2 separate regions of the Zea mays genome follow, and region 1 is linked to region 2. Evidence: chromatin contacts called from public Hi-C data. All regions are on one chromosome and are shown on one strand. The core of a region is the stretch at or near the end of the contact, and the rest is flanking DNA. Distances in the headings are between cores, read along the strand shown.

Evidence for each region. A called contact is a pair of places that touch in the nucleus more often than the background predicts.
Region 1: a contact with region 2 is called in a Hi-C map of tassel, with 2.6 times the contacts expected there. The contact joins the promoter of LOC100382366 here to the enhancer-like site in region 2. A contact is called at or near these places in 2 of 25 Hi-C or Micro-C datasets (ear and tassel).

Annotation. Positions count from the first base shown.
Region 1 is chr1:268,598,449-268,602,630 of Zm-B73-REFERENCE-NAM-5.0, reverse strand. LOC100382366 reads right to left here and starts at 2,499. Exons shown (of 4, transcript NM_001175111.1): 1 at 1,775-2,499; 2 at 1,483-1,682. The coding sequence starts at 2,447. It overlaps LOC103645541 (phytoene synthase 3, chloroplastic-like), which reads left to right and starts at 3,580. Exons shown (of 2, transcript XM_008668577.2): 1 at 3,580-3,636; 2 at 3,700-3,926. The coding sequence starts at 3,580. The coding sequence ends at 3,897.
Region 2 is chr1:268,312,533-268,316,605 of Zm-B73-REFERENCE-NAM-5.0, reverse strand. It overlaps a transcript of LOC100193597 not described here. Among protein-coding and RNA genes, the nearest start is that of LOC100193597, 9.9 kb to the left of the region's middle. Within about 2 kb of position 2,790, at least 16 of the 20 cell types and tissues checked have an H3K27ac peak or open chromatin away from gene starts, as enhancers often do. A contact at or near this core is called in ear and tassel, where this site is marked.

The sequences.
Region 1 (4,182 bases), core at 1,250-3,749, 290 kb before region 2:
CCGCCAGCTCCTCTAGCAGCCAACGCCGTCAATAGCTGCAACCATCAGGTTCCAGACTTCCAGGGATGTTCATGCTCTTGATATTGATGAGTAGGATGATGGTTACTGATCCTAGATGCAAGGTCTAGCTTGCATGTTACATAGTTGCGATTTGGGCTCGATTAGATGGACGACTCGACTAGATAGGCTGGTCGTCCTGGTCGTCCGACTAATCGCCGATTAGGGCAACTAATCGCCCGATTACTGTTTCCTGGTCGTCCTGGCTAGGGTTTTGTTATTGGGCCATTTTCAACCCATCTACAGTATACTTTAGACTACCCTCTCCTCTCCAATGTAATACCTAGCCGTCAAACAGTGCACTACGTCTCCTACTCTCCTCTCTTGCTAGCTCGACTGTTCCAGCCCTTATTCACACTTGGTCGCCGGTGGCTGCCCCTTCAGACCTACAGCTCACCGACGGCTACATCATCAGCGGCTACACCACCCTGCCCCTTCTCATGCTCGCCTGCTGCAGTCTCCACATGCGGCGAATGTCTTAAGGTTCACCAACTGTAGTCTCCACCCTGCCCCTTCCCAAGCTCCAGCAGACCTGCACCATTGAGGAGATGAGCTCGTCATCTCAAGGTTCCTCCTGCTCTCCCCCCATCTCCCCCTTCTCCGCAGTTCTGCCAAATTAGTGGATGGTTGCTGGCTGCCCTAATCCTAAGCCTGTGCTAAGTAGTGACTTTCTAATTTATATAATGTAGTTGTATACATGTACATTTATATATATAGCTATATAAGTATAACTACTAGACTAGGACGACCAGGGAACGACTAGGACCGACTAGGAGTCGACTAATCGCCCTAGTCGTCGCCTAATCGCGACTAGTCGCCTGGTCAGTCCCAGGGATCGACCAGGCGACCAGGCGACTTGAAATCATTGGTTGCGTAGACTTGTGTGGTTGAACTTGATCTGTTTCCTTTTTATGTTATTTGTTTAAATACTCAACTTATGAGTATGAACATATTCTACCGTGTCGTTTTACGTCAAGTCTGAAAAGACATTTCAGCGTTTAAATGTTGAAATGGTGGTTCCTAACGTTTTATCGTTTTACCGCTTTAATAACCATGATATTGTTTGATTCTGAAATCATTTCTTACTCAGCACACAAAAAAAGAACAAATGAGACAAGCACACAAACTAATTTTCCATTCAACGCATTACTATTTCCAAAACATCAAAGTAACAAATCGTTTGGAAAAGAGCACAGAGATGTACTCCCTTCATTCCAAATTATGAGATGTTTGACTTTGTTTACTTTGTATCTAGACATATTGTATATGTAAGTGCATAGTAAAAGCTATGTAACAAGGAAAGGTAAAAGGTCTTATAATTTGGAATTGAGGTAGTATATTCATGTGATGTTTTGATAACCTAAACCCAAATATTACGAAAGCCAGCCAAACATTGACGAAAGCAAAATAAAAGTATGATTTCACCTTGTGTCCTTCAACAGCCTGGCTCTCCTCCACTGCTTCCGGTGCCTGAGGTGACACAACCATGCTCTCTTGCACCTGCACACCTCCAGCTCCAAAACTTGCCACTGCAGCAGCCAGATCCAATGGTGTCCTCATTTCTAGCTGCGCTGTGAAGTAGCCCGATGCCATGATCCTATCCAGCTTTGCCCTCACCCCAGCATCTACAGCCAAAAGGAAATGCAGATTAAGTTTATGTCACACTACCATACCATCTCAAAACAAAATCAAGCGCACGCCCTGTAGAAATACCCACATGTGATGGTGGAGTCAGGATGGATGGGTTCATCCGCACGGCAGAGCCAGAGGCGGGCGTGATGAGCACAAGCCTGAAGGGCGTCACGGTGCGAGACTCCGGCTGCAGCAGGAGGGCGCAACGCGGCGAGGGAGGCAAGGGCAGAAACCGCGTTCAGATCGGTCTCCGCGAGACTGTCCTCCGGATCATCCCCGACGTAGTCATAAGTGAGGCAGCTGCTCCGCTCGAGTTCGCGCGTGTAAACCAAAGAGACGAAGTCGCTTTGCTGCTTGACGTCAAAGAGGGAGCCGAAGTAGACGAGCGCAAGCAAGTCCTGGACTGACGAATCTGAGTCGGAGGAGGAAGCGGCGGAGGGGGCGGGGGCGGGGCGGGAGGAGAGCTCCTCCGCGAGGGCGGAGGCGAGCGGAGGGCGGAGGCGCTCGAGCTCGTCGATCAGAGCGGCGACGACGGGCTTGGAGCGGAGAACCTCCTCCTGCTCTCGGTTGAGCGTCTTGCCGGCGGCGAGCGACTCCTCCATCTGCGTGATTCGGTTGTACTTCTTCCGCAGTGCGCGGAGACGCTTCGATACTACGCTGAGCACCGGCCCGTCGGTGGCCTCAACAGCCATCGTAGCCGCAGCCACCGCGGAGGCGGTCGGAGCGGAGGAGGACGAGGCGGCAGGGGAGGTGGCCATGGCGGAAGGCTAGGGTTTTAGTGGCGATTTGTGACAGAAACGGGGGCTCTCGGGGAGGCGAGGAATCGAGGCGTCGGCGCGTCGGATTTATATGCCACACGGAAGGAGGTACGGCAATCGGGTCGGGGTCGCGGGTCGGTTAGGGATTTGAGGGATCTACAGGCCCTAACTATTCAATTTTAAATAGTATAAATTAATACTTTTAAATATCCGGTCACTGAATCTATATCTATACTATTTATTAAGACAGTAAATGTAGTCTGATGTTCTGCCGTTCTACGATCTCAACCATCCGTTCTACCATTCTGTAATCCCAGCCGTCCGATCCTACGTTTCAGTCTCGCTCCCTGATCCCGCACACCGGTCCCGCTCTAGATCGCGCCCCGAAACCCTCTCGCCTCGCCTGGAAACCGTCGCCCCCGACCTCCCCTCTCCTCCCCCGATTCCGGCTGCCGCCCCAGGCTCGCCCGCCCCGAAATCATCCACTGCGCCGCGCCGAAAACCTCTCCCACCGCCACCACGCCGCGCACGCCCCGGTCTTCGTCGCCCTAACCGCCCTTCCAACGATGAGATCGCTACCGAAGCGCCGCGCATCCTCCTTGCATCTTCGTCGCCCCTGCGCCACGCCGAAATCCTCGCCCACCGTGCCCTTCCATCGACGACCATGGCGGACTACCCACGCGTCGTGCGCGCCCCGCTCTTCGTGCCTGTCCTCTGGGGCCAGTGCGCTCCCCTCCTCCTCACCAGACTCTGTCGCCGCAGGTCTGGTTGCCCACCTCAACTCCGAGGAACGAGGACTCCACCATGCTCGCTCCGGAGACACCACCTTCATGTCCTCCGCTCACTGTGCCTGTCCTCGGATCCGCGACTGCCGCCCCGCTCCCCCCAAATACCAGCCGACGCAGCTTACTCCTCTGTTACCCGTGGCTGGCGCGGGGGTTTGATTCCCGGCGTTTCCTTGTGAATTCGGGGTGATTTGGGGGCCCTGGATGGCGATGATTTGAGTGGATTCAAGAGGAACAAGTGAAGGTGAAGTCCTGATCTGGACCCCCACCGTGGTATGTGCCACGAGGAAGTTGTTCTTCTCCGAGTCGGCCTACAAGGAGACCAAGCTCCACACCACGCCCCACTCATGGCTGCCCCTCGAGAGGAAGGCGCCACCGAGCTCAACCAGGAGAGCCGATGGCCGGTGAGACACACAACGCTAGCCGTTTTCAGAACCCGGTCAGATGAGTGACTGTTGCTGTTACAGGTGTGGTCTTCTCTGCTCCTGTACCGGCAGATCCTCGACGAGATCGAGGCCAACGACTACGACAACTTCACCCGGAGGGCCTACGTTCCTAAGACGAAGAAGTTGATGGCGCTGCCCAAGGCGTACCTGAGATCACTGGTGGTGCCCTCCTCCTCTTCTCAGGCTGAGAGCCGGAGACGCTATTCCACCCTAACATAGACCGGTCTCTCTCTCACTGTCGGTACATAACAGAAGCAATGAATGATCGATATGATGTACAAATTTCTGGCCAAGCTGTTTGGAGGATCCTCTAGCCTGTGTGGGAGAAGCTCTCCAAGTTCTCTGGCCATGCTGCTGGCGGCTCCTCCATGTAAGCTCTTAGTCCTTCACTTGTTTCTGGCTTGATATGTCAACATATGCTCATTCGTTTATGCTTCAATTGTGTCACGCAAGACTCAGTCTTTTAGGCACTGGTGTTGATTTGGCTGTGCAAAGTTGGCCGAT
Region 2 (4,073 bases), core at 1,541-4,040:
CTCATTGCAAACCTTACACAGTTCCGCTTTCTTTCATAATAATGGATTCAAATGGTTTAGGTGTTTAGCTTATACTTATATATTCCAATACTGTTTATGACTTACATAATCTAAAAGAATGACTGAGACTTTGAAGATTTGCTTATCCCAAACAAATACTAGTTACCTAAGGCCATTTGTATGTCACTCTCCCTGTTCCAAAGTATAGATCATTTCGGTTTTTTAGGTATGCAGCTTTTGCTATGTACATGAATATATAGTTGAAAAGCCAAAACAATCTCCACTGGGAATGGAGTATTTCCAGCTTTAGGGCTAGTTTGGGAACCCCATTTTTCTAAGGGATTTCTATTTTCCTAAGGGAAATTAGTTCATTTTCCCTTGGAAAAATAGAAATCCCTTGGGAAATTGAGTTCCCAACCTAACCCTTATTGGTGAAATATGAGGAAAGACACAAGGAAAAGTGGTAATAGTTTCAGCATGTTTGGTTTGCGGCACGAGGTCACCTGGAATGATCTGATCCTAGAACCAAAGCTGACAACGCTGTTTGGTTTTCAGCTTGGAACTGCACCACCCATCAGGTGCTTTCAAGGAGAGTTAATCGTAAAAGGACTTGAAGTACAAAGACACTCCGTAAAAAAGTGCTGGACCAACCCATTCTATGCTGGTAGGTTCAGCGGATGCCACATGAGTTCTTCTGTCAAACCAAACACCCTGTTTGTATTTCTTGTTTGTTCCTGATCTTTTTTTTGTTCAGTTAAATTTAAGAGAAAGAAAAGAAAGTTTATATTTGCCTCAACTATTTAGTCATTGTGGGCTGAATTCTATAGGACGATGTAGCCTTTCAAAACTTGACTTCTAGAAAGAATATATGTAGTGATTGTAGTTGCATCTGTAATAGTTCTTAATTCTTGAGCTGACCAGACTTAGTACACGCAAGCAAGATCCTATACAAGGTGGTAAGACAAAATTTGTCAGCTTCCATTTCTCCTAATGCTTTTTGTTAGTGATTCTAATGTCATTGTGCATAAATCCCTCGTCATTTTTTCCTGTGATAGTGACAGCCCTTATTTCCAAATTATGCTTGTTTGGTGATTAGCTGCCACTGGAACATCAGCTACTTGTTTCAGAGCTAAACTTGTACAGTTCCCTGCCTCCTACTCAAGTGTAGTTTTCCCTGTTGAAATGATCGTGCGTTTTCAACTTGGATCTCACATGTGCACAAGTACAAACCGAGAGCAGTGATGGGCCAATCATATTCAGGTACGTAAATAAAATATCTACTAGGCTTTGGCATGTCGTCACAGCTACAGTTCATTCTTATTAAAAAATAGTAGGGGACCTAGATGCTTCAGATCGTGCTGCTTCATTATTCATGTCTCTATATGTAGATGTAGGCCTTTATTTATGAAAGAAGTTTTCATGCGTATAGCACTCGTTATCTTAACCAACATTATCACTCTGCCTATGCCAATATAGGCAAGTTGTTGTTGTCGTGTCCAGTGGCCAGCGCGCGACGGTGCATGTTTTCTCGTGAAACTGTGTAGGTATCTTTGCCCTGTCAATGCCAATGCCCATGGACTCATACAATTGCCTTTCTGACTCTGAATCACGCAGGTTTGGTGTTCCTGCAACGCATGCCATTGCTTTCGGTCCTTTTGGTGTTTTGCAGTGTGCTGGAAAGGGATTGGGTTTGGTGGTGTTGATAGATCTGTGATCATCTATATATAATAGCATTGGGTGGCCACTGATTGGTGCATCACTCAGCTGAATTAAGCACTGCCAGGCTGGTGAGTGTTTACTCTCTCGGCTTCTCTTTGGGAAGTAGCAATCGGATCGCGTAAAGAAAGCTGAGTTGTTGCGGCCTCTGTCGCAGCTGCATACGCGCAATGCATACAATGAGCTGTATGCTGGTCGTCCAGAGAATTTGAGGGAATATTTCGCTTTATTTATTGGGGAGGGATTTTAGACTCAGAGAGAGTTGCCCATGTGGATGTCGGGCTTTATCATCTGCAGAAGCTCCTGGGATCCACTTGCTTTGCAGACTATTCGATAAGGGAAGGGACTCTGATTATTCGACAGGGAAAAGGAATTATGTTTCGTAGGAAGGAGATTAGAACTTAATTAGTTCGATTTATGCAGCAGGAATCTGGGTAAACTGTGCGTCATTCCAAATTAAAGCGAGGCTCTAGTGGGAAGGAGAAGGGAACTCATGTCGGTGGCTCTAAGTGGAAAGGAAACCAATGCAACTTGTCTGTCATATATAGAGTCATAGAGAAGATTATATTTACTCAGTTGTTTGTTTGGCCCACTAAACTGTCAGGGCTTCCAAAAGACTCTGGGTCTGTCAGCCTGCAACCATGTCCTGACCCATAGAAAAAAATAAATTTAAGTTTTGACAATTGTTCTTTGAATTTTTATGTAGATACGGCACAAGGTCAATATTTACTAGATTCACTATGAAACTTTATAAAATATATGATTATTGTCATTTAAGATAATACATTTGTATAGATATTGCCAGTGAAGAAACGACTTAAACTAACCTGCTTGGACATGTATGTGTTACCGGAAGATTTGGTGAAAGAATCTCGGTTCTAAATCGTCCCCTTGTCGACTGCAACATGCACTAGCTAAGAGAATAATTAAAGCTTGTATGCTCCGAATTGTACTTTGACAACAGCACCCAAGAAGTTGGGAAGATGCTCGACGCCATGGCAAGTTGCCAACCATAGCGAAGTGATCGGAGCGAGGACGAGGCAGGGCCCAGGGACCAGCCCGCGCATGCCAAATCCTTTTCTAGTACAACTGCTGCGGTACAATCCTACTAGTACTCGCTGTGGCGGTGCGTGCTCACTAACGCCAGAGGCAAGGCTGCTTTTGTTTTCTTTTTCTGTGCAGGAGGGAGGCAGCGGTGGGGCGCCCCGAGCCCCCTACTGCCCTACAGCTTTCAAACACATAAACTTCTACGGTAAGTTTGTAACCTATCCTAAATTTTGAAATGTACACAATATAATATAAAAGCTTTTATACTAAATTGGTTTAGTTCAGTCTATCCTAAAAATTTTCTGGCTCTCCCTTCTCGTGTTACCGTGTGCTCCGCCGTCCCAAAACGCACTGTCGTTTATCAGCGAAGTCAAATGTTTTATTTTTTTTACCAAATATATAAAAATATTAATATTAATAATAGATAGGTCATTAAATCTATTTATACAATAAATTTATTTTTATATAAAAACAGTACTAACATTTTTATAAATCTAGTTAAATATTAAAATGACCAATATAAATACCATAACGGCATTTATTTTAGGACGCGGTGAATACATTGCAGGAGTATTCTTTAATCCTTATTATCTCTTGCGAGTTGTCCACATCATGGTGCGGTGGATAGTATGTTCTTACAGTGCCTGCTGGCTTGACAGAAGTGACCATGAACGCTGAAGTTGTGTAAGTACAAGAAATGGTTTCACCGATTGCGGTTCCTTAATAATGGTTTCTGGCCTAATGGGCTAAGTGTAGACTGGTATTTTGGTTATGGGCTTATGCTCGTAAACATCTAAGTTTTTTTTTACCATGATTCTATTAATCATTATAGATGGTTAAATGGGCCAAGCTCGTCAGAGCGACAATGGGCCTACGGTCTATAGTGTCAATGCTGACATGGACATGGTCTAGAGCCATGCCTGAGGTTCGACCTGCAGTGTTGACACAAGCACAACACGATTAATGGACCGACATGACGTGATACAATTGGTTTTAGTTGTTGGATGGCCTAAGATAGATTTCATTAGTTGGATTCACTATATAAACATATATCTCATTAAATCCCTAGCTTCACCTCTCTCCCTTCTGGTTTCTTTAAGCACGACCACGTGTGGAACGATGGTGGCAATGCCATGGGCATACAACGATGACATGAGTGGCATATCGATCCCTGGTGTCGTGCATTGCGTCGGAGGCATGGGTGACGCACCTCGACCTTGCGCATGATAACGGTGGCGGTGATGTGTCCATGAGCTCTCGCGTAGTGATGACGATGCGCACAACAAAGATGGTTGTTGTTGGAAATAAAG